6 separate regions of the Mus musculus genome follow, and regions 2, 3, 4, 5 and 6 are each linked to region 1. The links are chromatin contacts, called in public HiChIP or PLAC-seq and promoter capture Hi-C maps. All regions are on one chromosome and are shown on one strand. The core of a region is the stretch at or near the end of the contact, and the rest is flanking DNA. Distances in the headings are between cores, read along the strand shown.

Region 1 (4,274 bases), core at 225-2,724:
TGACACAAAACTAGACAGTACAGTTTCCCACCATTGTCCCCACTTCAGGTCAGGACAGACAGACCCCTCTCGCTGTCTACTCCAACCAGGAATGATAGTGTTTCCTGCATTCCTGTACATAGAGCTCCCTAGACCTGGGAGACAAGTCCCAGAGGAAGGGCTCACCCTCAGACTGTCTGATAGTAGGTGCCTGGCAGGGAGTGGCAGGGGGTCCAAATGAAAGCAGTGTGTGACATTCATCCCTCATTTACTGCAGGTCAAACACTGGAGTAGATACTGGGAATGCAGTAGTGAAAAAAAAAAAAAAAAAAAACCGACCCAACCTCTGCCCTCGTGGCATTTGCAATTTAAGAATCAACAACATTTAAGCAATCCTTTAACTCTGAAAGAAAACCTGGCCTAGAGGCTGTCTTAGGACCTAGCAACCAGACCCCTGATACAGAAGGGAAGGCGCCACACCAGCCTTGAAGGGTCTTAATCCCCAAAATGCTAGCAAGGCTGGATGCAGCCTTGAATTAGGGGGGGCCTCTCTGGACATCTGAATCATCCCCGAGACGCAAAGGTTATTACCAGGGTTAGTTTGTTGTCTCTTGTTTTGCAAACAGCACAACAGAGCTCCCCCACCCCCACCCCGCCCTCCAGATCAAGGCTATTTATTCCTAGTGACAAGCCTGAGGATCCCAAGGGGGGTGGCCTCAAGGACCTGGATGGGCCTCGTGTCCCTGGCAGACACTAGTCCTCCCTTCCCGGAATAGGGTAGAAGCTGGAGGATCAAAAACTGCACAAGTTCCCTCCCTTCTTAACCACCCCTGCCTGCACCAACCACTCGCACTGTTCACACACCCTCTCGAGAAACCCAAAGCCAGGGAGGCCGAGGATTAGGGTCTCCCTGAGCCTCAAAGGTCAAAACTATTCCTGGGCACTATAGAAACCTCAGTGCCAGGGCACAGTTGAGGATGGGGAGGTTGTTGCCTGTGCTTTCGCCAGTCGCTTATAGAATAAAGCCCTTTGAAATTGAGGAGGATAAAGGCTCGCTCTCTTTAGCCCAAGTTTCTAGAAAAAAAAAAAAAACCTTGATCTCCGCTGGTAAGGCAGAATCAAAACCACGCCTCCAGCCGGCTGGATTAAGGCCTCCTTCCCAAGCTAAGGTTTAGTGTAACATCTGGGGATGAGCTAGAGGGAAAAGAGGAAGGGAGGTCTGGTCTCCAGATGGACTCTAGCTAGTCCTAGGAGCTCTGCACCCCTGGCCTGAGATCGCTTCCAGCCGTCCCCCGGGGTCCGAAGGGCGCAGGAGGCGGGTTAAGCTGCAGGGGGCGAGCAAGGAGTGGTCGAGGAGGTCAGAGCACCAGGTTCGACTGGGCTGGGCTCGCCGCAGGCAGGAGGGGGCGGGGTCTGGCCCTTGCGGGCGGGTTGGGGGCCCGGGGGCGGGGTCCGGGCGGGGCGGGCCCGAGCACTTCCTCGGAGGCTTAGGGCCGCGCGCCCACTCGCCCACACAGTCAGTCGCAGCCGGCTACCTCGCCGCTGCTCTCTCGGCCCCCCTCCGCCTGGCCCACAGGTAGGAGCCGCCGGGCGATCGGCTCCCGCCCCACCCACGCCGCGCGCGCCCAGCTCCCGCGCCCGCTTCGAGGTGAGAGTCCCCCGCCCCAGCTGCGCTCGGACCAGGGTCGCTCTCTGGGCCCCTCACCCCTGTCTTCTGCTGGGGCATCCCGAATTCGGGACCCCACGCGCCTGCACGGACCCCACCGCTCCGCGCCTCCCGGCCGGGCGGGGACCGCCAGAGTTGCAAGGGGTGGGGACCAAGTTTGAACTAGAAAAGCTACAGAGATCAGCAGGGTTGGAGAAACTGAGGCTCTTAGGGAGCCTGGTAGAACAGACAAGGACGCGCGCCCCAGGAGGCTACCGGGACCACTCCAACGAGGGCAGAGAATGGCCGGATGAACTTCTCGAGGCACGGCGGGGACCCGGGTTCTGGGGAGCATTTTAAGAAGCAAATGTATGGCCCCAGGGAACTCATTGCTAGCACCCTTCCCAGGGCCTTGGAGGGCCCCGAGGCTGGAGCTTGTTAGACTAGCGCTAAATCTGCCTCCCGGAGGCCTAAAGAGACTCTCAGGTCAGAGACATAGAGACGTCGAGAGAGACCAAGACTTGGATATGAACAGGGATAGAGATCCCCAGAGTGGAGGCCCTACTGGGACACAGCTCCAGAGATACAGGAACACCTTCACCCAAACACAAAGACGGGTACTGACTAAGCTCAAGGGTACTGAGAGGTACGGAGTGGAGGCTAGAGTTCGCTGAGGAGAGACACCTAGTGTGTTCACTGACAGCTGCCCCAGGCTTGAAAGGGTGGAGGCAAGGCTAGGGGGAAATTGACTCTTAGCCAGCCCATCCCCCAGGAGGCAGAGGACCTGAGGCTGTAAAGCTGAGCTGAAGAGAGAGAGAGAGCCCCATACACACACAGCCACTAAGACAGCGCCAACTTATTTTTAAACTCAAATCTTGGACGCTCTGCTTCAGCCCTAGGGGACTCTGGGGTGAATGAAATGTCCCTCTCCTGTTCTCGGAGCAGCTGCAGGATCTGCTCCCTTCGCCCTAAACTGCTTTGACTTCCAGGCCCTGTGGGGAAGAGGGGCAGTGGAGAGTTTGGGATTGGTGCCTGGTTGGGGGGGGGCTCTAATTTCTCCCCTAAGTCTCTTGTCAAGGGGGAGGGGTCTTCTCTGAGTTACAGCTGTGGGGTCTGGCCAGGGTCCTCCTGGACTTGGGATGGGCGGGGGGGGGGGGTTGCGGGAGGCGGGGAAGGGGGATATACTAAAGGGTTGAGCAGTTGGCATGGGTAATTGGAAAGACTTCTGGGTGTCTTCCAATGGCAGGCTGGCAGCCGGGGAAGACAGCCAGCTCTAGTGTATCTCCTGTTCGCCCTCCCTCCCCCCCAAAGGATGACTGCCCCTTCCACCACTACCAAAGCATTTCTAGGCAGAGTTCCCCTCTGATGGATAGGACACTTCTGCTCCAATTGCTGAACAGCCTTGGCCATGCCCCTAGCCTGCCCCTGGTATCTTGTACTGAGCTCTAAAGGGGACCTATACTCTGTCCTTCCTTTTCGTAAGCTGAGATGCAGTGGTCGTGGGGTGTGTATTTTGTAGATGACAAGGAATCTAGCAAGTATGTGCTCCTGGGAACTAACCATCTCTAAGGTCTTTAAAGTCCCCCCCACCCCACCCTGGTATCCCACTGGCTGGGCTAGAGCTTACGATGTGTACCAGTGGTTCCCTCAGACTTCACTAAGACTCCCAAGGTCACATCCCAGGTTAACTCTTGCTTCGGGCCTACCTGAGACTACCACTGTTTGGCTCCAGTAGGAGTTGAGGGGCTTGTTGTAAAAATACAAGTGACTAGCGTTTACTTACAGTGATTAGCGTTTACTACAGACTTATTACAGAAGCTGTCATGGGGATTATCACATTTTAGCTTGACAGCTGTCCTAGGAGAGGGAGGTAGTAATAGTATCTCATTTAACTGGTTGCACCTATACTCTCAGGGAATGAAAACTGTATACCCAAGGTCACAGGATTTCAAGTCAGGTGTATTTTTTGTGACTCAAGCAAGCTGTTATCCACTGGACACCATACAGAAAGATATCCTGCCACTCAGCTCTGAGAAGTTCACTCTGTGTGTGTGTGTGTGTGTGTGTGTCTTTTTTTTTTTAATATTTATTTATTATATCTTAAGTACACTGTAGCTGACTTCAGACACACCAGAAGAGGGCATCAGATTTCATTACGGGCGATTGTGAGCCACCATGTGGTTGCTGGGATTTGAACTCAGGACCTCTGGAAGAGCAGTCAGTGCTCTTAGCTGCTGAGCCATCTCTCCAGCCCTGTGTGTGTGTGTGTGTGTGTGTGTGTGTGTGTGTGTGTGTGTGTGTGTGTCTGTCTGTCTGTCTGTCTGTCTGTCTGTCTTACTTAAGTCAGGTATGGAGATAATGTGTGTTCGTGGAAATAGCAGATTGGGGTCATTTGGAAGAGCCACTGTCTTCTCTAAACCACACCCTCCTACCCCCCCACTCCTCTACCCCTTCACCTCCCCACCCCTCCAGCCCCCTCACTCCCCCACCCCCCACCTGCTCCCAGGAATACAAACTGTCTCCTAGCTCACCCTTTTAGTCCCCCAGCCTTGCCAGGCATTGTGGGGGGAAGGGGGGTTGGGAGGAGATAGGAGACAAGTGGGCCTTGGTGCCCTTCACTCTGTCCTCATTAGAGACATAGGGACTGGGA
Region 2 (4,803 bases), core at 1,756-4,255, 1.1 Mb before region 1:
TTGTCAAGCTGCCTGCAGTATTTCTACCAAAACTGATCTTGCTACTGTTTGCCTTAAAATCTTCCAGGTGGCTTGAGTTAGTAGTCTCAGTTTTGATTTAGTAGATTCAGAAGTTCGGTATGATGTCTCATACTTATAGTCCTAGCACTCAAGAGACTGGGGCAGTAGGACTTTAGCATGATCAAGGCTGATTAGGGTGACAAAGTAAGACTCAAAAACAAAACAAAAATTAGTAGTTATCACCTACTGAATATCTACTTGCTTATGCTTAGCACCCCATATACTCTTTCTGATGTTCAACAGCTCTATAAAGTAGCTACTATGCTGATTTATAGAACAATAAACCCTAACAACGACAAGCAACATGCTCAAGATCACAAGAGTCACACTTGAACCCAACTCTACATAATGCCATAGCCTGGTACTCCCATTCAGGATAGCATTTAAACTTTTAGCTTAGGATCTAAAGTTCCACTAGTGTATGATCTCTGCCTGCTATTCATAGTACAATTCATCTGTGTTATATTCTAAATCATAGATCTGTAGCCACTATGCATATTGCCTCCATGGAATTAGTACAAGCCAGCACAATAATGTGCCATGCAATCAAGGAGAAAGGAGTAACATGAAGTGTCAAGACAGGGATTCACAAAGAACATCTACTATCAAGGATTAGTGATGCTGAGAAGGCTTCAACGAGGGTTACTTAGGATTTAGGGAAATAGCAACTCTGGAATCTTCAATGCAAATTTAAATTTTTATTTCTTAAGAAAGTCGTATTAGGAGCCTGGCGTGGTGGCGCACGCCTTTAATCCCAGCACTCGGGAGGCAGAAGCAGGCGGATTTCTGAGTTTGAGGCCAGCCTGGTCTACAAAGTGAGTTCCAGGACAGCCAGGGCTACACAGAGAAACCCTGTCTCGAAAAACCAAGAAAAAAAAAATTTCAAACTGAAGCAGACTGACTAAGAGCCATAGCTGCGCCCCTAAGAAAGCCCAAGTGCTGTAAATCTGGCTTCCCTTCTCAGGAAAGAGTCACAGGTCTGTGGGTCTGTGAGTTGAGTTAGGCCGAGCTTAGGGGAGAACTATCTTTAGCTACTAGACAATCTACCCAAAGGAACAAAGAGCATCCAAAGTCATTCTCCCTGCAGTGTCCAGACACAGTCACCAGTACAGTGCCCAGGCATACAGTCACAAGTCTGACTTGTATGAGAGGAACAGTGAGAAGAACAGACTTATACTATATGCATTTCACATATTACTACAATTACCAGCTAGTATTTATGAATGTGTATGGAAGACACTATAATATCATATACTCCTCATAACTACTCCATGAACTAGGACCTGCTTTAATCCCCTTCTTAACAACGAGGAAATCAGGGCACAAAAAAATTAAGCAATTTTCTTAGTCTGTGTAACCATTAAGTGATAGAGCAGCAAGTTCCTGTTTTGATTGTGGCTCTCTTTATTAACTAGGCTACAGAGCCTCTAGACCAGTGGTTCTCATCCTGTGGGTCATAACCCCTTTGGGGGTTAATGACCCTTTCACAGGGGTCACCTAAGCCCATCAGAAAACACAGATATTTACATTATGATTCATAACAGTAGCAAAATTACGGTTATAAAGTATCATGGAAAATTATTTTTATGGTTGGGGTCACCATAACGTGAACTGTATTAAAGAGTTGCAGCATTAGGGAAAGCTGAGAAGCACTGCTGGGGGAATGAAGGGCTGAAAGTACAGAAGATTTTCCCTTAGTCAGTGGAGGTTCTGACTTCCTTACATTCCTCTGTTAGTTACTAAAAGGGACCTTTGGGCTACGAGCTTATCTCTAAGCACTTTCAAACACAGACCACTCTTTTCGGGTCCCAGGAAGGAATTCTCTGGAAAGACACAAAGCTAAACACCCATGCAATAACTGCCTAATGCTGCCTCTCCTTGTGCCATAAACATGGTACAGTATACACCTCTGGGAGTACGAACCCTGAAGGCAGAAGGTCAGAATTTTGCCCTTGTTCCTCTCCTCTAGATTTCTTCCCAGAACCCCTCTGAATCAAAACACCAGTAATTTCAATATTAGGAAAATCGAACCAATCTGGATTACATTTTTGTTCTGTTTTAAGAAAACCAAAAGAATAAAATCAAAAGACATACTATCTTATTGACCAGTAAACTCCCCAAATTAATTAGGAGATCTAACCTGACTGGTGGTGACAGCAGCTGCAGGTGATCTCTGAGTTGGAGGCCAGCCTGATCTACAGATATGAGTTCTTGGACAGCCAGGGGTATACAAAGAAACCCTGTCTCAAAAAACCAAAAGATGAAGATGATTAAGACTATCTAGAAATTACCATCTAATAACAAAGTCTTTATACAACAAAGGGTATTTTAATGTAAAAAATAGGAGGACAATTTCAGAGTAAAGGACAGTTTTAGTTTGGGTTGGGTTGGTTTTATAAGGAAAAGAATTGAGGCCAGGCAGTGGTGGTGCACACCTTTAATTCCAGCACTTGGAGGCAGAGGCAGGCGGATTTCTGAGTTCGAGGCCAGCCTGGTCTACAGAGTGAGTTCCAGGACAGCCAGGGCTACACAGAGAAACCCTGTCTTGAAACACCTCCTCCTCTCCCAACTCCCCCTCCTCTAAAAGAGAGAGAACTGAAGGATTGCTCTCAGGCCAGCACCAGTCTCTACCCCACAGGAAACATATCCAAAAAACCTAGACCACTTGGTCAAGGTCATAGAACATTATCTAAGGCTCTCCCCTCCCTAGCCAAGGGACCTAAGCAACAGCTAACAGGCCCCACCCTTGACCTCCAACAGATTCTGTTCCCAAAGCATCCTAAGTGTGTTTCTCTAGCTTAGCTAGAAAGGAAAATGTAAAACAACTAGCAATAGGCCCCAAAGAGGAAACTTAGGCTATGACTTCTCCCTCCCCCAGAGGTGAACTCCCTAACCAACCAACTTCTGCTAAAAATACCCCCTCCACCTCCCCACCCTCCCGTCTTTCAGCTCTGTGCAGCATGACTAAAAGTGGCTTCCTGACACAGACAGATGCAAGAGCATGAATTCACACTCTATAAAACAGCCCCACACCCAAAGCTTGGGCTCTTAATTGCCCTCATGCCAAAGACATACCCAGGAAGTGGGGGAACCCAAGTCCATTTTACCCCACATTTCAAAAGCCCAAAGGTTGTGTAATGCCTGCAGGGCTTCAAAGGAGGCGCATTCCAGTGAGTCCAAGAGCACAAGGCTGTAAGACAAGAAAACCCTTCACATACTAACCCATGCAGCACATGCGGCACACCAGGTGGGCGTTGAACTCATGTTCATCTTGGTAACTGGGCCACATGGCTCCACTGGCCCCACCTTAGAAAATCGGGTCCCAAAGGACTTCCAGTTAGTGGCCTCTGCACCCTCTGCAGCTGCTCAGAGTGGACTTAAAGGTGAACAGAGACAGATAGCCAAAGGGCTGTGTGACGGCACACACACACACAGGACAGAAAAGAACAGAGAAGTGACTCCACCCACAACTTCCTACTGACCTCCTTCTTCCCTTGAGGTCAGAGAAGAAGCTCCTCCCCAGATCATTTCCAAAGGCTGGGCCCAGATCTGCAGGTAGACACTTATTCAAAAGCGGCAACCACTCACTATTTCCAGACCAACATAGCATGAAGAGATGGGAGCTCTGTATGCAAAACTCCAAACAAGATATTAAATAAGCCTAGGGAGAAAGAAGCTGGCCTTTGAATTTACAGAGCAGAAACGTGTGACCTGGTGCATCTTAGACAGTAGCAGGTGAGCTAGTGAGTAAATGGCTTACTGCCGAGTCAGGGACAGTGCATTCGTTGCCCAACGACTTGCTCCTTGCAAGGGCTTGCCTCTTCTCAGGCAGAAGCACATCTAAACTGTTAGCCGACTGAGACAGTTCAGGCCACACAGGCAAGCCCTGACACTGTTCAATGTCAAGGGATTTCTAGGTTCTAAAGGGAGATTCTTCCCCCAACTTACAGTTGCCCAAAACTTCTGACTTCACCTTCTTTATAAAACAGCCCAGCCCAAGCCCGTGGCAAACAGCTTAGCAGTCCCCGTCAGCATACAATTTGCTTGCTGCTCCATTCCTTCCCGTATCCAGCCAGAAGTGACATCACAAAGCCCGATTCCCTTTCCTATCTATATCCTCTCTCTTCTTCTCCAGTCAGTGCACCTAAGTCAGCCAGGCCAGAAATCCCTGTAGTCATCAGTGGAAGGCAGCTTGCTTGTCTGTCCAACTTGTTTTCCAAGTCCTGACTAATTGTACCAGACACTGGAATGCTGAAAAAACACAATGAATGGCTTTTTCATTCAGATAGCCCTGCCCATCTTTGCCTCTTCATGATTCTGACCCTATCCCTGCAGTGGTTGTCAGGAACGACTCCAATTCTGCCCTCACCTCGCTGAGGCCGGCTTCTGATAAGGACCTAATCGCCGCCCTTAGCTCCAGCTCCCTAAATAGAACAACTTCTTTAGGCTAATGCTGCTTTCAATCCTGTTCCAGAAGACAGCCATGGGGGAGGGGTTGGCACCCAGGACAGCAAGGTTATGAAGAGTCTCCCAAAAGACCACAGGAGGAAACAGTGAACAGAGGCTCCCCTACTGGGCCAGACAGCTTACACAGTCCTGTTAGCTCCTCAGTCATCTGACAAGTTCCTTCACTCCCACCTACAAACTGCTAATAGTCCTGCTATTGCTTATTAAGAAAGCGCCTCAGCTAGCTCTATTCCCCCTTGACTAAGCTGTAGGCCACCTTCACAGCCTGTGACAAGA
Region 3 (4,610 bases), core at 806-3,305, 1.4 Mb before region 1:
CCCATGAGACACTGCATGCACTTGGTACATATACAGACAGACAGGAAAATCTTGTACGGACACACACACACACACACACACACACACACACACACACACACACACAATTTTTTTTTAATTTAAAGGTGGGGGTTATAGCTGGAGGATGGCTCAGGAGCCACTTGTTTCCCTACCTGAAGGCAGGCAGAGAGCATTACCCAACCCCCCATCCATAGCTGGTGGTGGCCAAGGTAGGGTGGAACACAGCACAGGGAGAAGGTGGGTGTTTGGGACTGAAAGTTCCAGGGCAGCAGGGATCTATATACTCTCTCCTGCTTAGAGGGCAGGGAGGGGACTCAGGACAGACCACATGTGGGGCTGTAACTGCTACCTCTCCATGTTTAGGATCTTCTTGAGAACCTGCACCCACAGGGCTGCTCACAACTGTGATGCCAGTTTTAGGGCATCTGATGCTCTCTTCTAACCTCTGCCAGCACTGGGCATGAATGTGGTACACAGACACACATGCAGGTAAAACCCTCATACATGTAAGTTAAAAAAATAAAAGACTCGTAGGAGAAAGTGGTCCTGATGTCTATAGGTCCCTGGAGAAAGGAGGAGCCACGCTTCGGGAGAATGGACTCACAGCTGCCCCTTGGGTCACTCACTGGCCTGAACACTCTCCGTGCCAGGCCAAGGTCCAGCTGCTAGAGCCCAGGCCCACAGGACTACAGTCATGTCTGAGTCTGTCCACTCCACCTCCTGACACTGCACCCCACCCAGTCACCCACAGAAAGAGCCCGCTGTCCGGGCGTGAGGGTCAGCTCTGGTCATTTTGATATGACCACAGGTTTCCACACTGAACTTTGTCCCTCCCTCTCTTCAGGGCTGCGTTTATCACAGTGACAGCATCACGGTCTGGTTACTCATCAGTATACCCAGGACTGTTTTCCGATGCTACCTAGGGGACCTGGACATCTCCAGATCCCAACTCCTGGGTGCCTTAGTGGGGCAAAGACCCTGGGCACAGGCGCAAAAAACGGACCTTCCAATCCTGATCTCCTGCAGTCGCCCCTCCCTGTGGTTTTACTGAACCATGGCTCCCTGTCCCAGGGGCCTTGTATTACCCGAGGGCATCATCCCCCGACAGGCGGCCACCCTCTCCTCCACCTACCGCCCCATCCGGATCCCTGACGCCCTGCACTCACCCATGTTGACGAAGCTCATGACCAGGTCGGCACGGCCTAAGTGAGCCTGTGGTGGCCCGCCGTCGTCGTCATCGGTCATGGCGTGGTATAGGTCCAACATGAAGAGGGGCGCGGACGCTGGCTGCCGGGCAGCGGCGGGTTGTGCACGGGGTCGGGGCCGTCCCGGTAGCCCGAGCACCGCCAGGATTTCACGCTGCATGTCGCGGCGCTCGCGCGCTCCCAGGCGACGCTGGGGACAGGTGTGCGGGGGACGCGGACCGTGGCCGCCTCCCAGCGCGCACAGAGCAAGGCCCAATAGCCAGAGTGGCCCGGGACGCATAGCCATCTCGGACTTTCAGCCGGCGCGCATCCACTGGTAGCTGGTCGGGCTCGGGCGCTACGCCCAGACGGGGAGGACCAGACGGCGCACCTGTCGCTGGCAGCTTTACAGCAGCTGCTCACCACGCACTCGGCAGGCGATCGCCGCGTCGGTAGGTCCCTCAGAGCAACGTGGGCTCTCACGGCGCTGACTTGCGAGTGTCCGCAGGAGGACTTTGGTGGCAGCTCAGACCGCCGAGCGCTCTTCCTCGGCCCCGCCCCTTCCCCGACCAGCCAATGGGATCACGGGGGCGGGTCCGAGTGCGGAAAGACGCCTGGGGATGGTCGCACTACTACTTGTGCGCGAAGTGGTGGGAGCCGCCTGGTGCACCCGTAGGTGGGAACGAACGGGCTGAAGAGAGGCCTTTAAGGGTGTCTTGGGTCCCCATCCAGCTTCCGGGGCTCATACCTGGCTACACGAGGAGACATTGGGGCCTCTGAAGCAGGCACCAGGGTGGGATCCTGAGTCCCGGAGCAGCGGTAGGACCCGTAGTGTCTCACCTTCTGCTCTGGAAGTCTCTGCATGCGCCCCTAGTTCCGGCCGTCGGGGCGGGGCGGGTGCCAGCAGTGCAGCGAGGGTGGGGCACACATTCCGTTGCCAGCAGGAACCAGGGCCCAGCCCCCGCTACTCCTCCGCTCCAGACTTCTTCTTCACCCAGCGGTTCCCTTTGTAGATCCAACCCAGGATAGGGCTCTGAGCCTCCTGAAGTAGGGTCACCTTCGCTTATCTCATTTGTGACAACTCCCCAGGGGCTTGCAAGAAAGAGACCTTGCAAAAACTCCCTGACTGGTTCCGCCCCTTTATGCACTCCGGCCTCCCAAGGCGGCTGCCACAGCACTGATACAGACCATAAAGGTGTTGGTGTGGCTCAAGTGGAGCAGCGAAAGAGCTCCGGGAGGCTGGAAGGAATAGAACAGGAAAGACGGAAGTCAGTAGGAGGAAAGCACCCAGCAGAGGGACTGGCTGTGTCAAGACTGGGAGTGTCATAATGACAGGTAACAGGGCTTTCAGACCTATTAGTGTTTACAAGCCACTATAGGCACACAGCTGCCTCTTTTCCTTTTCTTCTTCCTTTTTTTACCCCTCTCTTTCTTTCTTAGCTTACACAAAGCAATTTATTAACAAAATAATTTTTGAGAAATTCTGTTCACAGATCACGATGATCCCCCTTCCTTCAAGTTCTGTCACACGGGATGGGAGTGACAACCTCAACCTGCCTAATCTTCACATTCCTGAACAAACAAGAGCGCTGAGGGTTGACTGGGCTCCAGATCCAGGGGGTCTTGGATCTGTTTCCACCTGCGGTCTGGAGTTTGATACGAGGGCAATGGCGCCCAGCTCCTTGCACCTCTGGTCCATATCGGTAACATCACTGAAGGATGTAAAGATACAGTAGACACCGAATACATTCTGTCCTTCAGCCACTTGAGGTCTAAGACCGATAGCTTGTTTTTTTCCTTCCCCTTGGGAGGTGCTATTTCTGAATGTCTTCTCCAGATTTCTATACCAGCCCTGCCCCGCTCTGAGGTAGGTTCTCACAATGTAGCATTGGCGGACCTGGAACTTGACCTATAGAACAGGCTGGCCTCAAACTCATAGATATGCCTGCCTATCCCTGCCTCTGGGATTATGGCATGTGCTACTGTGCCCCACAAAGGCTTAAAACAAAACAAAACAAACAAACAAACAAACAAAAAACCGGGAAACCTGAGTGCTAAGCACTTTACCTCAGGTCAGCCTTCATGTGGTTGTTTGGAATTGAATTTTTAGGACCTCTACTTGCTCTGGTCAACCCCTCTTGCTCTGGCCAACTCTGCTCTCTCTCTCTCTTTTTTTAAAGATTTATTTATTTATTGTATTTAAGTATACTGTAGCTGTCTTCAGACACCCCAGGAAGGGGCATCAGATCTCATTATGGATGGTTGTGAGCCACCATGTGGTTGCTGAGATTTGAACTCAGGACCTTTGGAAGAGCAGTCAGTGCTCTTAACCACTGAGCCATTTCTCCAGCCCCCAACTCTGCTCTCTTAGTCTCTTCCAGCTCAAAGATTTATTTATCATTATATATAAGTACACTGTAGCTGACTTCAGATGCACCAGAAGAGAGCATCAGATCTCATTACGGATGGTAGTGAGCCACCATGTGGTTGCTGAGATTTGAACTCAGAACCTTGGGAAGAGCAATCAGTGCTCTTACCCGCTGAGCCATCTCACCAGCCCATTTTTCTTTTTTCTTAAATGTGTGCACCTCCTGTGTGCAAGTGTCCTCTGACGCCAGAAGAGGGCGATTGGAATTACAGCCCATTGTGAGCCACCTGATGTTCTGGCAACTAAACCCAGATTTCTCCAGTCTTGTTTCAAAGTTTCAGGTATCAACTCAACCCTTCAAATAAGCATGTGCAGTCTGTCTTTTATCCAACAGGTCAATTTCCATACTGCTTCAAAGCCCCCTTTAAGACACAGAGCTGTAGAATCTCTTATAAGCATCATTTATAGCTTAGGTAGGAAATAGGAGGTGAGACATCCTGTAGGCAGTAATGATTCTGGGAGATTCACCCAAGAAGATGTGATGAGATAGATGCCACCTGAGATGGTATCTGAGCACAGGTGACCAGCCATGTGACAAAGTGTAGATTGAAGTTATTTGAAGTTATGATCTAGTCAGAGAAGAGCCTAGTTTAGTTATATGGTCAAGGTATTTGTAAATATATTTTGAGTCTGTTATTTTTGGGAGCGTGGGGCTGGGAGGGAGAACTGGAGTGAACTTCAACACAGAACAACTGAAGGTTCAGGAAGACGGCTGTAAATTCAAGGCCAGAATAATTTACATGGTTCAAGACAACCAGGACTACCTTCATAGCTACAGTCATACCTTGTCTCAAAACAAAAACAGAACAAGGAAGAAGAGGAGGGGGAGGAAGGGGCAGGAGGAGAAAGGAGGGGAGGAGGGGAGGAAAAGGGGTGGGGGAGGAGGAAGAAGGGGAGGAGGAGGGGAAGGAATGGGAGGAGGAAGGGAGGAATAGGAGGAGGGGAACAGAAAGAAGAAAGAAAAGGGGGAAAATGTT
Region 4 (4,320 bases), core at 1,694-4,193, 1.7 Mb before region 1:
TGAGACCGCTATTTCAAATCAGATGCCAATTCATTAATTTACAAGGGGAAGTGAGGTTTTGGAGCACGTTGGATTTCTCTGTTGCTGAGTGCATTCTCTCTCTGTAGGTGGGGTTACATGGGATGCAAAACGGCTTTCAGAGAACTGCTGAGCGAGCCAGTGTAGGTAAGGTGGGGGATGAACTGGCTGGCTTCAAGGAATGATGCCTCCATCTTCCCTGTCTCCGGATCAGCTTTTTGCACCCAGCGAGATCTTGATAGTGTTCACTGCTGGTGATTACCATGGCAGCTCTCCATAATTTCTGCCTTTCTCTGAGGCCCACACCTTTGGCCTAATGCCAATACTTTCTTAGTTATATTAATACTTTTGGTCTGGGGATATGGCTCAGGGGTAGAGCCTTTGCCCAAGCCTATATCAGACTCTAGGTTCAATTTCCACCCCTGAAGAAAAATCGTTTTAGTCTTTTTGTTTGGTTTGGTTTGGTTTTATTTTTGGCTTCTGGGGGAGGGGGTTGTTTGGTTTTTGGTTTTGGTTTTTTGGGTTTGTTTGTTTGTTTTTGTTGGGTTTTTGCTTTGTTTGGTTTTGTTTTTCAAGACAGGGGTGATCTGTGTAGCCCTGGCTGTCCTGGAACTCACTCTGTAGACCAGGCTGGCCTCGAACTCAGAAATCTGCCTGCCTCTGCCTCCCGAGTGCTGGGATTAAAGGCGTGTGCCACCACTGCCCTGCCGTCATTTTAGTCTTGAGACGGGGTTGCAACAAGTTGGCCAGTGCTCAAATGATCCTCCTGTAGTTTGCATCCCAAGTAGCTACAATTACAGGTGTATGCCATTGTGTCCTTACTACATTAGAATATTTAATCAGGGAATAGTCTAGATGGTCTCCAGTGGGGAATTGGAACACCCTTGTATTATAGCATTAGAAGGTTGTATTGGGGCTGGAGAGATGGCTCAGCGGTTAAGAGCACTGACTGCTCTTCCAAAGGTCCCGAGTTCAAATCCCAGCAACCACATGGTGGCTCACAACCATCTGCAATGAGATCTGATACCCTCTTCTGGTGTGTCTGAAGACAGCTACAGTGTACTCATATATAATAATAAATAAATCTTTAAAAAGAAGAAGAAGAAGGAGAAGAAGAAGAAGATTGTATTGGGAATACAGGCATGAGCCATCATACCTGGCCTTAGTGAGGTCAGTCTGGGCAACAGAGTGAGAATCTGTTTCAAAAAAAAAAAAAAAAGAACAAAATGAACAACTCAGGTAGGCCTATTTTCCAAATATAGATTCCAAGCCTCCTGTGAATTCTATGCAACAATATCTCCCTTAAAAGTTATTTTCCTGCTTACATTGGTTTCTGTTATTGTGACCAAGACCCCGGAAAGTGCAGCAACCACCACAGACATCTGCATGCCTGACAACAAGACCCTGAAAGGGAGTCTAATCCCTCTGCACCAAGGCTGCAACCAAATCAGGAGCCTTTTCTGGGCCTCCCAGTACAGCACAGAGCAGGGCATACAGGCCGTCTCAATAAAATCTGGTTGGCTAGGTCACTCAGGAAGCCAGTGCGTAAATATTGCCAGAAGTCATTCTAGGTGCAGGGACTACAAAGCGAGCCAATTCCTGCTTTCAAGGATGTCCTACACACACCTTAGACACAACAAATGGAAAATGGAGAGTCACACACACCCCCTGTCTTCTCACCCAACTCGTGGGTCATCTCACACCTCCCTGGCCCAAAACAACGGGACGTGTTTATCCTTCTGGCTTCAGTCTGTTAGGATGGCAACAGCCTGTAGTTCTGAGTAGTTAGACAAAAAGAGTAGGAGGAAGAGAAGGATGGCAGACAACCAGACACCAGACCTTGATGCCAGGTGTAGGATTCTAGATGAATTGGCTGCTATCCTAAGTTACCTTCCTTGGACCTAAATTAGTTAGTCTTTTCCTTTCTCAGAAGGTAGCCTGTTTATGATAACACAAAGGAAATATATATATATCTCCATCGTCTCGGCCAGGGATGTCATGCAAAACTTCAAACACTTTGATCCCACAGCTAGGAAGCACAAAACAGGGGCCTGAATGAAGTTTCCACACCCCTACACTCCTATCTCTAAAACAGCCGTTAGGAGAGTTTTGTGTGGAGGATGAATTCTGGGAGGCAGGGCTGTGAAGGAAGGGTCAAGTGTCAGCTATGACCTGGGGGATGACAGAGGTCTCACTACCCTCCCCAGGGATAAAGCTGCTGTTGTTCGAATTCTCTCATGTCCTTTCCTAAGGTGCTCTATCTTTTTAGTAAACAAATTCAGCCCGGCGATCCTGTGAAGTCATTACCATTCCTTCATTTCACAAGTAAAATTGGGGCTCCGAGGGATTATATATACTGCAGGCTTTCTAGCTCGGAATCTTCACTGCTATTCAAGGTTTAAGCCACTGAGCTAAAGAATGGGCTAATGGTTACTGAAGCAATGGGTTGAAGAAGCCTGGGTTCAGGGCCGAGGGCCACCAGGTGGCGCGGTGGAGGTGCAGTGTGTGCCCCACCATCACCACCACCACCTCCTCTGTCATGGGTGGGACGCACCTGAACCTGGTGGGGCGCGCCCCGGGAAGTAGACTAGCAGGGTGGGGCAGGGAGCAGCTCTAGTCCTTGGCTCTGAGTAGGCGCGGAGCGCCGCTTTAGTTAAGTCGCTTGGACCGCGGGAGCCTCTCGAACAGTCACGCCTCCACCAGGAGACTGCGGGGCTGCATCAGCTCTTCTGCTCTGCGCTCCCCAGCGTACAATTTATTAGGGAGCTTCAAGGGATAGAATAGAAACGACCAGTTCAGCCAGGAGGTGGGGCCGGCCCCACCTGTCGCCAGCGGAGAGAGGGGCGGGAGGGGGAGGGGCTTGTCTCCTAGGGACCACCCCCCCTCCTGGTCCCCAAGCCCCGGGCACGCGACGAGATATAAAGCAGTCGGGAAACAATGCGCCTGCAGATCGCGCTCCCGCGTCGATCCCGGGAGCGTCCTGGCTGCCGTGTGCGAGCGAGGCGGGGGGCGCGCGCACGGGGGGCGCGCTCGTGAGTGCGGGGCCGCGCGCTCGGTGGCGCGCATGTGTGTGTGTGCGGGCTGCCGGGCTTCCCCGAGCCGGCGGGGAGCCGCTCCGCTCCAGGTGGCGGGCGGCGGGAGCGAGGTGAGGCTGCGGGTGGCCCGGGCAGGGGTCCCCAGGGGACTGGCGGGCTGCAAGGCTGCAGACTGCCTTCGAGACAGCGCGCCCCCGCCCGGCCCTGCTGTGCCCCCGGAGCTGAGCTCCGGGCGGTGCTGGCAAAGTTTGCTTTGAACTCGCTCCCCTCAGCCTGGTCGGCCCGTTGCGAGCTGCCCTGAGCGAGCTGACCCCAGGCCAGGCTTCCCAGGAGCAGGGACCAGGGCGCGGGCTGCAAGCTGGTGGGCCTGGGGAGAGACCAGAGCCCCGCAGCCAGCTGCAGCGAGGGACTCGGAGCCGCCTCTTCCCTCGGCGGGCACCGCAGTCAGCTCGTCTCCCCCTTCCCTCCCGCAGGGAGCGGACATGGACTTCGACTCGTATCAGCACTATTTCTACGACTATGACTGCGGAGAGGATTTCTACCGCTCCACGGCGCCCAGCGAGGACATCTGGAAGAAATTCGAGCTGGTGCCGTCGCCCCCCACGTCGCCGCCCTGGGGCTCCGGTCCCGGCGCCGTGGACCCAGCCTCTGGGATTAATCCCGGGGAGCCGTGGCCTGGAGGGGGTGCCGGGGACGAGGCGGAATCTCGGGGCCATTCGAAAGCCTGGGGCAGGAATTATGCTTCCATCATTCGCCGTGACTGCATGTGGAGCGGCTTCTCCGCCCGAGAACGGCTGGAGAGAGTGGTGAGCGACAGGCTGGCCCCAGGCGCGCCCCGGGGGAACCCGCCCAAAGCGCCCGCTACCCCGGACGGCACTCCTAGTCTGGAAGCCAGTAACCCGGCGCCCGCCACCCAATGTCAGCTGGGCGAGCCCAAGACTCAGGCCTGCTCCGGGTCCGAGAGCCCCAGCGATTCTGGTAAGGACCACCCGGGGGCTAGCTAAGAGGGAGGCACCCCTTGGGTGGCCAGAGCTCTATCTACCGCTGTTTGAAATCAGGCATTAGATCTTAAACCTTCCCATCACCTCCCCATTTTCTGACTGAAGCTGTCGGTGTAGCCCCCAGCTGTGTCTGTCTGGCACGTGGGTGTGTTGGTAAACAGTTTGGAGAAGTGGGGAGGGAGCCAGCGTCCCTCTGATGGTGATTGGAGCCCCAGGGGACCAGGGCGACTTGGTGAGGGTTGGCGCTTAGAGAGGACAATACTCGG
Region 5 (4,781 bases), core at 1,937-4,436, 2.0 Mb after region 1:
CTAGATTGGTGGCATTTGCCCTTAATCCCAGCACTTGTGTGGTAGATGTAGGAGGATCCGGAGAGTTCAAAATCACTTTCAGCTGCATAAGGAGTTCAAAGCCATCCTGAGCTCACATAATTACTTGCAAATAATTAGCCGCTGTTAACTCAGTAGTAAAGTATGTGCTTAACATAAAAAGGAATGTCCTGGTCTTAATCCCTAGCATACACTCGACACTCGAGATATTATATCACTTATCATTATATCATTATATTCTCAAGTGTCACTTGAGAATAGTAAAACATTCAAACAAAACGGAAACAATAGAGAGTGAACTGGGCATAGTAGAGGGTGCCTGTCATCCCAGGATTCAGACTGCCCTGGCAGTCTTGGAACTCACTCTGTAGACCATGCTGGCCTCGAACTCAGAGACCTGCCTGCCTCTGCCTCCCGAGTGCTGGGATTAAAGGTGTGTGCCATCACAGCCGGGTGAAAAGTATTCCGTTAAATCACACACACTAAATAATAACTGCGTATAACTGATCTTGAAATGTTTCTAAATATTTTCCACTCACAGATGAATATTCACTGTTTTAATAAAATGGCATCCCTCTACAAAGAGGAAAGCAATTTCGTTTTCAGTTCAGTGAAATGTATCTTGAGCTATAGGGCAACTCATTTGTGTGTGTGTGTGTGTGTGTGCATGTGTGTGTGCGTGCATGTGTGTCCTTAGGCACATTCCACTTTCTCTTTTGTTTTGAAGTGGGGTCTTTTGAGGCCTTGAACGTCACCATTCATGCCAGATTGGCTGGCCCATGAGTTCCCAGGGACCCCCTGGCCTGCACCCCTCATTTCCCCATCACTGAGGCTACAGGCACATAGCACTGTGTGAGGCCTGTGGGTTCCAGAGCTTTGAGCTGAGGTCCTCAAGCTTGTGAAATAAACACTTTACTGATGGTGCCATCACCTCAGCCCCATCTCATTCTTTGGAATAGATGAGTAGTGTATCACTGTGTGCCATTAGCAGCATATGTAAAACATCTCTACTTAAACATGGAAGTTGGTCCTCTTTTCATCACTACCGCAGTGGTGCAACACATTAGTCTGTGCAGAAATGTTTTGATTATTGTGCAGACATTCCTTTGGATACATTCGAAAGATAATGTATATTTAATAAACTCTATTTTGTGGTTTTTTTTTTGTTTTTTTTTTTTTTTTGAGACAGGGTTTTTCTGTGTAGCCCTGATTGCCCTGGAACTTGCTCTGTAGACCAGGCTGGCCTCAAACTCAGAGATCGGTCTGCCTCTGCCTTCAGACTGTTGGAATTAAAGGTGTGCACCACACTGACTGGCAAAAAGGTTTTATTATTAAAGTACGGTCCTAGTTACAGGTTTTACTGCTGGGATGAACTATCATGACCAAAAGACAAGTTGAGGAGGAAACAGCTTATACTTCCATGGCACTGTTCAATACTGAAGGAAGTCAGGAGAGCAACTCAAACAGGTCAAGCTCCTGGGGGCAGGAGCTGATGTAGAGGCCTTACGGGGGAGGGGGATGCTCACCGGCTTGCTTCCCATGGCTTGCTCAGCCTGCTTTCTTATAGAACCCAGGACCACCAGCTCAGGGACAGCACCACCCATAATGGGTTGGTTCTCCCTCGTCAATCACTAATTAAGAAAAGCCTTATAGCTGGACCTTATGGAGGCATTTTCTCAATTAAGGGTTGCCTCATTTCACATAGCTCTAGTCTGTGTCAAGTTGACAGAGGACTAGCCGGCACAAGTATATTAACTGTACAAAGTCACAAGTTTCACTAAGACATTTCTATATGCAGTTTAATTGTAGTCTCTCCTCTATTACCCTTTCTATTGTTAAAAGAATTATTTTTACTTTATGTGTTATGGGGTTTTGGCCTGAATGTATGTGTGTGCATCAAGTGTGTGAAGTGCCTTCAGAGGACAGAGATACACCAGAGTTGCTGATAGCTGTCTTCCAGTTGCCTTATGGGTACTGGAAATTGATTCCAGGTCTTCCAGAAGAGCAGCCAGTGTTCTTAAGCACGGGTCCATCTCTCCAGTCCATCCCTAATTTCCTATCTTACTCTTTCCAAAATATTTCATGTAGGGCATGTGGATCAGGAATTTAATTCTAGCACTGATGAGTTAGAGGAAGGCAGATTTTTGTGAATTTGAAGTTAGTCTGGTCAACACAATTAAATTAGTTCCAGGACAACCAAGGCTACATAGTAGTAATACCCCATCTCTCAAAAAAGGCCGGGTGGTGGTGTCACAATACATTAATCCCAGCACTCAGAAAGCAGAGGCAGGTGGATCTCTGAGTTCGAGGTCAGCCTAGTCTATAAGAGTGAGTTTCAGAGTAGCCAAGAAATCCTGTCGGGACAAATCAAAATATAAAAAATAAGTAAATAAAAGTGAACATTTAAAAATTTGTTGGGATGAGGAACTTTGGGGAGGGGGGCAATGGCTGGAGTGTAAATAAATACTTTTTTTTCCCATTTTTATTAGGTATTTAGCTCATTTACATTAATAAATACATTTTTAAAATAATATTTTAAATGTAATGAAACAGAAGTATAGTAAAATATTTAAATTTAAAATTTTTTTTAAAAATTATTTGTATTGGGGATGAACGCGCTAGTGTGATGGTCAGAGGAAAACTTTGGGGAGTCTGTTCTTTCTACCGTGGGTTCGAGGGACAGGCTTGACTAACGTGCTTTCTGCCTCTGTCTATCCAGTACTAGGATTTCAAGAGGGAACCACCGCCAAGTAGGTTTTTTGTTTGTTTGTTTGTTTTGCTTTTGAGATGTGTTGTCCTAGGCTGCTCCCCTGGTCCTTAACTCTATGGCTCGGGGAAATTGTTCTTCAATCTGGCTTGCAGGGAAAATTTTCCCGTTTGTTTAACGAGCAAGGAAATGAAAACCAGAAAGCTGAAGACCTCCTCTCCTCTGTAGCACCCACACGTGCTGGTACTTCTTACACAGGGTACGGCTTGATTTGCGTGCAAACTCTAAAATTCGACTTGGTAGATAAGGAAACGCAACGCCCCATCACCCACAGCTACGTTTCCAAACCACACCTCTAGACCAGCCCACTCCGCAATCTCAGCGCGGAAAAGCACCCAAGCTCCCGCCTGCTCTCTCGCGAGAGGTGACGTCATTGGGCCGCGCCAGTGACTGGGCCGTCGCGCGTCTTGCGTCACCCCCAGCTCAGTCCGGGTGTGCTGTCTCACTGGTGAGGTCGTGTACCCGGGAAGTGTCCCTGTCCGTGGCCTCTGCAGCCTCCCGCTTCCCGGCACCATGGAGTACCTCATTGGCATCCAGGGCCCAGACTATGTCCTCGTCGCTTCCGACCGAGTGGCCGCCAGCAATATTGTCCAGATGAAGGACGGTGAGAGGAAGCAGGGGGAGGCCCGGCGGGCCTGGCTGGAGGGGCAGTCGGCGGGAGTTGGTGAAGGGGACCGTGGGCCTCCCTCTGGGCAGCTTGGAAGATGGAGCCCAGTGTGCTCTGCCCTGCTGGCACTGCAGGATTGAGAAGCCGGGGGAGCCGGCAGACAAGCTTAGGGCTCTAGTTTGGGATTCTGGGTCAGATGAGGCTTGCTAGGTGAGAGTTGCTCAGCGTGAGGGAATTAAGTTTATGAGAGCTCAAGTGTGTGCCCGGCGCCTCCAATTTCTGAATTTCTGGCAAGTTTCAGTCGCCCCAGATAGAAGTTATAATTTGTGGGTGCCCTAAGGTGGGATCTTGGGGAGAGTGAGACTCCCCAGAGTTTGGCATTTCCACTCTGCTTCCGCTGTCTTCAGTGGCTCACCTCAGAGCCTCTTCCGCCTTTCCCTGGCTGCTAGATTTTACTTGTCGTTAAATAGTGGAATGCAGCAGAGATGGCCTCTCTTTATTTGCTCTGTGAGTTTTGTACGTTATTTTTTTTCCCGTGCCCAGATTTTCTTATCTCTCAAATTACTAATAACCAACTCAAAACTTGTTGAGAGGATTGAGTGAAGGAGTTAGCATTGGACAAACACTTAACAAACTGAAGCATATATGTATCAGGTGTGTCCATCGTTAACATTTTAATTTGTTAAAAGTTTGGCTCTACTATGTGCCCTTCTTGCAGTTAGTTTTGGAGACAGAATATGTATAACTAAGATGTATAGATATAGTATATATTATATATAACACACATGCATATATATGTGTGTGTGTGTACATATATGTGTGCGTATACATATCTATGTATGTGTATATATGTATGTGTGTGTGTGTATATGTGTGTATATGTACAAAACTTTCTTAAGGAGATGTTGAAATAACTCAGTAGTAAAGATGCTTTTGCCCAGGCTTCACAACCGGAGTTTGGTCCCAGAACCCAGATGGCAGAGGAAGAGACCCCACCCCAACATCCTGCAGGTTGTCCTCTGACCTGTGCACCTGTTCTGTGGCAATGTGCACCTGTGCAGAACAAGAGAGAGAGTCTCTAAATAAATAAATAAAAATTTTAAAATTATCAAAGAAAAAGTTTCTAAGCTTACAGGTGGTAGAACCTAGGTTCAAATCTGTGTAATTTGGGACTGAGTCTACAATTCAGTGGCAACATATGTTTCGACCATATACAAGGCCCCAGCCTCAGCACTCCAAAAACAAGTTAGTAGACATTATGCAAAATGATCTCTTTTACCCTTAACAACTTCACTACCTTTATAGTGACAACTGACCCACAGAATCTTGAGTGTTTTCATGACTGATCATAGGCATGTTACTGTTTGAAAGATATCTAGCTTTTGTTCA
Region 6 (4,893 bases), core at 1,635-4,134, 1.1 Mb before region 1:
AGGCAGAGGCAGGTAGATTTCTGAGTTCGAGGCCAGCCTGGTCTACAAAGTGAGTTCCAGGGCAGCCAGGGCTATACGGAGAAACCCTGTCTCAAAAAAAAAAAAAGAAAAAAGAAAAGAAAAGAAAAGAAAAGAAAAGAAAAGAAAAGAAGGAGGAGGAGGGGGCATCAGATCCCATTACAGATGGTTGTGAGCCACCATGTGGTTATGTGGTTGCTGGGAATTGAACTCAGGACCTCTGGAAGAGCAGTCAGTGCTTTCAACCACTGAGCCATCTCTCCAGTCCTTTTCCAAACTTTAAAAAAAATATTTATTTAATGTGTGTTTTGTCTGCGAGTATGTAAATACATTGCATGCATGCCTGTTGTCCACAGAGGTCAGAAGAGGGTGCTGGATCCCCAGGAACTGAACTTACTCATAGCTGTAAGGCAGCATGTAGGTGCTGTGAACCTGGGTTCTCTGCAAGAGCAGCTAGTGCTCTTAACTACTGAGCTCTCTCCAGCTCCAAAACAACAACAACTCAGTGTGATATCACAGATCTGTGATCCCAGACTCTTAGAAAGGCTAGGGCTGGAGGACCAGGCTGGGCTACATAGGTAAACTGCCTCAACAAGGGAAGAGAGTTGGTTTTAATACTAATGGCCACCTGACCTTGAACTAGTTACTAGGTTCTTACCAGTCTCTTATCAGTAAAAAGGGTGAGAATTTACATCTGTCATACCAGACAGGTACTCTTCTAAGAGCTAAAGGATAATTAGAGCTAGTGAACAAATATCTTTGCTTTTTTTTTTTTTAGGGAGAATGGTTAATTTTGGGTTTATTTTACTTATTTTTTAACAAGAACACCCCACCCCACCCCATCACCATACACCGTTTCTCTGTGTAAACCTGGCTGTCCTAGGACAATTTGCTCTGAAGACCAAGCTAACCTTGAACTCAAGAGACCCACCTGCCTCTGCCTCACAAGTGCTGGAATTAGAAGCCTGTGCCACCACACCTGGCTGGAACATTCCTTTCTAAACTGCTCACCAGATTCGAGAACTCAGACTGTGCTGCAAGAACAACGAAACCATACTCCTGGACAGCATCTAGGACAATGCCTGACCTCTGGACTTCTGTAAACCTTTCTTTCTTGCTTCAATGTGGGCTTGTTGCTCAACTCTTAGTCTGACAAAACAATCCACATAAGGCATCACAAAGAATCCTTTCCTGTTATATCTTTTATTTAGGTCCCAAGTTAGAGGCCACAGCTTGAATTTGTGCCAGATGAGTCATTCAACAAATGCCCCTTTTCTAAGCACCAGGTCTCACTGTCTTAACCAGTCTAAAGATGGCATAAGCATCTTCCCTCCCCTGGGCAGCTTTACCCAAAGCATCCATGGAAGCAACAACCTTTTCTAAGTGCTCTGAACAAGGCATTGGCAATCTCTGTCTGGCCTCCTGCTCTAGAGTTAGAAGCATGTTTTTTCCCTTCAGTGGGACATATCAAAGCTTGTGTGGGCCTTCATTACTTTTGTTCCTTTGCTGCTAGTAGGTCCATGAAGCTCCAGATTTGACACCCCCCACCTCTCTCTCTCTCTCTCTCTCTCTCTCTCTCTCTCTCTCTCTCTCTCTCTCTCTCTCTCTCTCTCACACACACACACACACACACACACACAAATCTTTGTCATCAAAAAATCCTTCTAGTGGCTCAGTGGTTAAGAGCACTGACTGTTCTTCCAGAGGTCCTGAGTTCAATTCCCAGCAACCACATGGTGGCTCACAATCATCTGTAATGAGATCTAACGCCCTCTTCTGGTGTGTCTGAAGACAGCTACCATGTATTCATATAAATAAAATAAATCTTTAAAAAAATTCTTCTGGTCCTTTTCTTGACAATACTGTATGAAGTAATTCACATTGAAGAAAAAATGTGACATTTGATGTTTTCTTAAGCAACAAACTAAAAGAAGATCAAGCCTTGGGATTTATTAGGAAGCTGTCAGCCTTCAGGATCCAGAGATGCCTCTACAAATACCCACTAGACTAGCCATGGCTGTGTTTCTAAAGCTAACTTTTTAAAAAATATTTATTTATTATATATAAGTACACTGTAGCTGTCTTCAGACATACCAGAAGAGGACATCAGAGCTCATTACAGATGGTTGTGAGCCATCGTTTGGTTGCTGGGATTTGAACTCAGGACCTCTGGAAGAGCAGTCAGTGCTCTTAATCACTGAGCCATCTCTCCAGCCCCTCTAAAGCTAATTTTGTTTTGTTATTCCCAAACTGAAAATTTTGAATTGTCTGTCTCTCCATCCATCTATCCATTTATTGTGTTTTGATGCTAGGTCTCGCTGTAATCCTAACTGGCCTGGAACTCCACAGTTTTAACCTATAGTAAACTATAGGGTTACTGAAAAGTAAACCAACCTGGGTTCAAATTTGTGGCAATCTTCCCACCTCTGCCTCCAAAGTACTGGAATTGCCAAGGCTAGACCCTGAATTGAAACTTTAAAGTACAAAAATAATACACAATCCTCAAGATCTCATGTCATTGTCCTTAGGATAACAAAATGTCTTCTATCATCTAAACACAGGTTGAACACCTCTAATTAAAAACTGAAGTCCAAGCTGGCGTGGTGGCGCATGCCTTTAATCCCAGCACTTGGGAGGCAGAGGCAATCGGATTTCTGAGTTCAAGGCTAGACTGGTCTACAAAGTGAGTTCCAGGACAGCCAAGGCTACAGAGAAATCCTGTCTTGAAAAACAAAAACAAAAACAAAAAACTTAAGTCCAAAATGATGCCAAAGCCAAAACTCTCTAAAAATCTACATGATCTCATAAATGAAAATTCTACACTTGACCTCAGGTGAGAAAGTACACAAACAGGGTTCACTAGAACTGCTTTAGAGATAAGAGTGTAGTTCAGAGGCAGAGCACATGCTTTGCATGCCTGGGGCCTGGCTTCAATCTCCACCATCAAAAAAAAAAAGAAATCTTCAAACTCAAAAATTTCGAAATACGCAGAGGGGCACTGATTGCTAAAGAGATAACTCAGCAGTTAAAAGCCTGGCTGCTCTTCTAAGGGACCCAGGTTCAATTCCCTTCTCATGGCAGCTCACAACTGTCTGTAATTCCAGTCCAGGGATCCAATACCCTCACACAGACATACATACAGGCAGAGAACACCAGTGCACACAAAAGTAAATTACTTTTAAAAGTCTATCAAAATACTTCTGGTTCCAAGCATTTAGAATAAGCGCAGTCATTAAGCTATAGTATACTCTCATTTTAGACAAGGTTTTACTTTGTGTGAGGAATCTGTGTGTACAGTGTTCATTCATCAGCATGTATGCTGTACCTGTACATCCTAAATGCAATGCTAAGCACAGCTAGGGAACAGAGAGTCTAGTGCGAAAAGGCAAGCACATAAGTAATGAAGTTATACACAACCGAGAGAAGCATTTCCTAACAATGATTGCCTGGTTACTGGGCTGTTTCCCCATGGCTTCGGCAGTACTGGACATTGAACCCAGGGTCTCACGTCTGCTAGACAAGTGCCCTACCAGTTAACTTTTAGGTTCTTTATTTCAAAGCAGGTTTCATTAAGTTGCCTAGCTAGGTAGGCCTTGACCTAGTTATTACTCCTAGCCCAACTCTCTCCAGTAGCTGAGAATTCAGCCTGTACTACCAAGGCCTAGCTTGAATTGTGTTTAACATCCTGCTGACAGGTTAGTTTAACAGGTACAAAAGAATTTCAAGAGAGAAACAAAATATAAGCAAAGCAAACACAGCAACATTCTCCACCCCTGCAAGCTAAGGAAGCTGAACATGGCTTCACAGTGATAAAGAGAAAAGAGCAAGGAAAAGGCCAAGAGGCAGAACTGAACTACCACAGGCTTTGTTGTGGATTCAGTCATTATCACACAGGCAATGGGGACTTGCTAAGGAAGCTTTTGCTTCTGGTTTGTACTGGGTACTGAATCCTGAGCCTCCCACACCTAGGCGTACACTCGGCCATGAAACTACACCCCCAGCCTTTTATATTTCTTCTCCTTTATAAATTTTGTGATAGATCTCACTAAAAGTTGCCCAGGGTAGACTCATTCAGTATCTTAGGCAGGCCTTAAACCATCTCTCTGGGTCCATGGTAGGACTTTTTAAGCCAAAAAAAAAAAAAAAAAAAATTCTACCTGATTATTTTTTTGTTGTTGTTGTTGTTGTTTTGGTTTTTGGTTTTTTGTTTTGTTTTTTCGAGACAGGGTTTTTCTGGGTAGCTCTGGCTGTCCTGGAACTCACTTTGTAGACCAGGCTGGCCTCAAACTGAACTCAGAAATCCACCTGCCTCTGTCTCCAGAGTGCTGGGATTAAAGGCGTGCACCACCAAGCCCAGCAATTTTGTATTTTTTGTTGTAGAAAATGGAGGCCTCGGGCTGGTGAGATGGCTCGATGGTTAAGAGTGCCGACTGCTCTTCTGAAGGTCCCAAGTTCAAATCCCAGCAACCACATGGTAGCTCACAACCATCTGTAACGAAATCTGATGCCCTCTTCTGGAGTGTCTGAGGACAGCTACAGTGTACTTACATATAATAAATAAATCTTTAAAAAAAAAAAAAAGAAAATGGAGGCATCACTCTATAGGTAAGACTGTAAGACTGGTCTCAAATTCCATACAATCCCTCTGCTTCAACCTTCCCAATTCTTGGGGGTGGAGAGCTGCCGACCATAGCTACTTTCATACTTCTGAGGTTTACTTCTCTGATTTGAATGTGAAAAAAAGCTTTCTGAGAAATAGTTAAGTCAGACCAATTAATAGCAACTATGTAGCAGTCCAAGTAAGAGGTAACAGCTTTGGACTGCTGTATAACAGTAGAGCTGAGGAGATGACAGGTGGAAAGAAGCACAGGAAAT

What was found. Promoter capture Hi-C pulls out the DNA fragments that hold promoters and counts their contacts. HiChIP or PLAC-seq counts read pairs in DNA pulled down with a chosen protein or histone mark.
Region 2: a contact with region 1 is called in an H3K27ac HiChIP or PLAC-seq map of bone marrow-derived dendritic cells, with 9 times the contacts expected there. The contact joins the enhancer-like site here to the promoter of Fhl3 in region 1. A contact is called at or near these places in 4 of 39 promoter capture datasets (the 3T3-L1 cell line, hippocampal neurons, liver and 1 more), 1 of 484 Hi-C or Micro-C datasets (B cells) and 4 of 115 datasets of contacts at active chromatin or transcription factors (bone marrow-derived dendritic cells, extraembryonic endoderm stem cells, large pre-B cells and 1 more).
Region 3: an HNF4G HiChIP or PLAC-seq map of pancreatic cancer cells shows a contact between it and region 1. The contact joins the promoter of Bmp8a here to the promoter of Fhl3 in region 1. A contact is called at or near these places in 3 of 39 promoter capture datasets (cranial neural crest, embryonic stem cells and hippocampal neurons) and 3 of 115 datasets of contacts at active chromatin or transcription factors (embryonic forebrain, extraembryonic endoderm stem cells and pancreatic cancer cells).
Region 4: a contact with region 1 is called in a promoter capture Hi-C map of liver, with 6 times the contacts expected there. The contact joins the promoter of Mycl here to the promoter of Fhl3 in region 1. A contact is called at or near these places in 3 of 39 promoter capture datasets (liver and pre-B cells) and 1 of 484 Hi-C or Micro-C datasets (B cells).
Region 5: a promoter capture Hi-C map of pre-B cells shows a contact between it and region 1, with 2.4 times the contacts expected there. The contact joins the promoter of Psmb2 here to the promoter of Fhl3 in region 1.
Region 6: a promoter capture Hi-C map of liver shows a contact between it and region 1, with 2.5 times the contacts expected there. The contact joins the enhancer-like site here to the promoter of Fhl3 in region 1. A contact is called at or near these places in 4 of 39 promoter capture datasets (3T3-L1-derived adipocytes, embryonic stem cells, hippocampal neurons and 1 more) and 2 of 115 datasets of contacts at active chromatin or transcription factors (bone marrow-derived dendritic cells and bone marrow-derived macrophages).

What each region holds. Positions count from the first base shown.
Region 1 is chr4:124,699,225-124,703,498 of GRCm38.p6, forward strand. Fhl3 (four and a half LIM domains 3) reads left to right here and starts at 1,475. Exons shown (of 6, transcript NM_010213.3): 1 at 1,475-1,627.
Region 2 is chr4:123,561,181-123,565,983 of GRCm38.p6, forward strand. All of the region lies in intron 1 of Macf1 (microtubule-actin crosslinking factor 1), which reads right to left. Among named protein-coding and RNA genes, the nearest start is that of Gm31156, 11 kb to the left of the region's middle. Within about 2 kb of position 3,006, at least 249 of the 459 cell types and tissues checked have an H3K27ac peak or open chromatin away from gene starts, as enhancers often do. A contact at or near this core is called in B cells, bone marrow-derived dendritic cells, extraembryonic endoderm stem cells and 3 more, where this site is marked.
Region 3 is chr4:123,341,197-123,345,806 of GRCm38.p6, forward strand. Bmp8a (bone morphogenetic protein 8a) reads right to left here and starts at 2,056. Exons shown (of 7, transcript NM_007558.3): 1 at 1,188-2,056. The coding sequence starts at 1,512.
Region 4 is chr4:122,992,988-122,997,307 of GRCm38.p6, forward strand. Mycl (v-myc avian myelocytomatosis viral oncogene lung carcinoma derived) reads left to right here and starts at 2,944. Exons shown (of 3, transcript NM_001303121.1): 1 at 2,944-3,163; 2 at 3,527-4,031. The coding sequence starts at 3,083.
Region 5 is chr4:126,674,457-126,679,237 of GRCm38.p6, forward strand. Psmb2 (proteasome (prosome, macropain) subunit, beta type 2) reads left to right here and starts at 3,187. Exons shown (of 6, transcript NM_011970.4): 1 at 3,187-3,389. The coding sequence starts at 3,299.
Region 6 is chr4:123,644,392-123,649,284 of GRCm38.p6, forward strand. All of the region lies in intron 1 of Macf1 (microtubule-actin crosslinking factor 1), which reads right to left. It also overlaps the pseudogene Gm35241. Among named protein-coding and RNA genes, the nearest start is that of Gm12925, 19 kb to the right of the region's middle. Within about 2 kb of position 2,885, at least 6 of the 459 cell types and tissues checked have an H3K27ac peak or open chromatin away from gene starts, as enhancers often do. A contact at or near this core is called in liver, where this site is marked.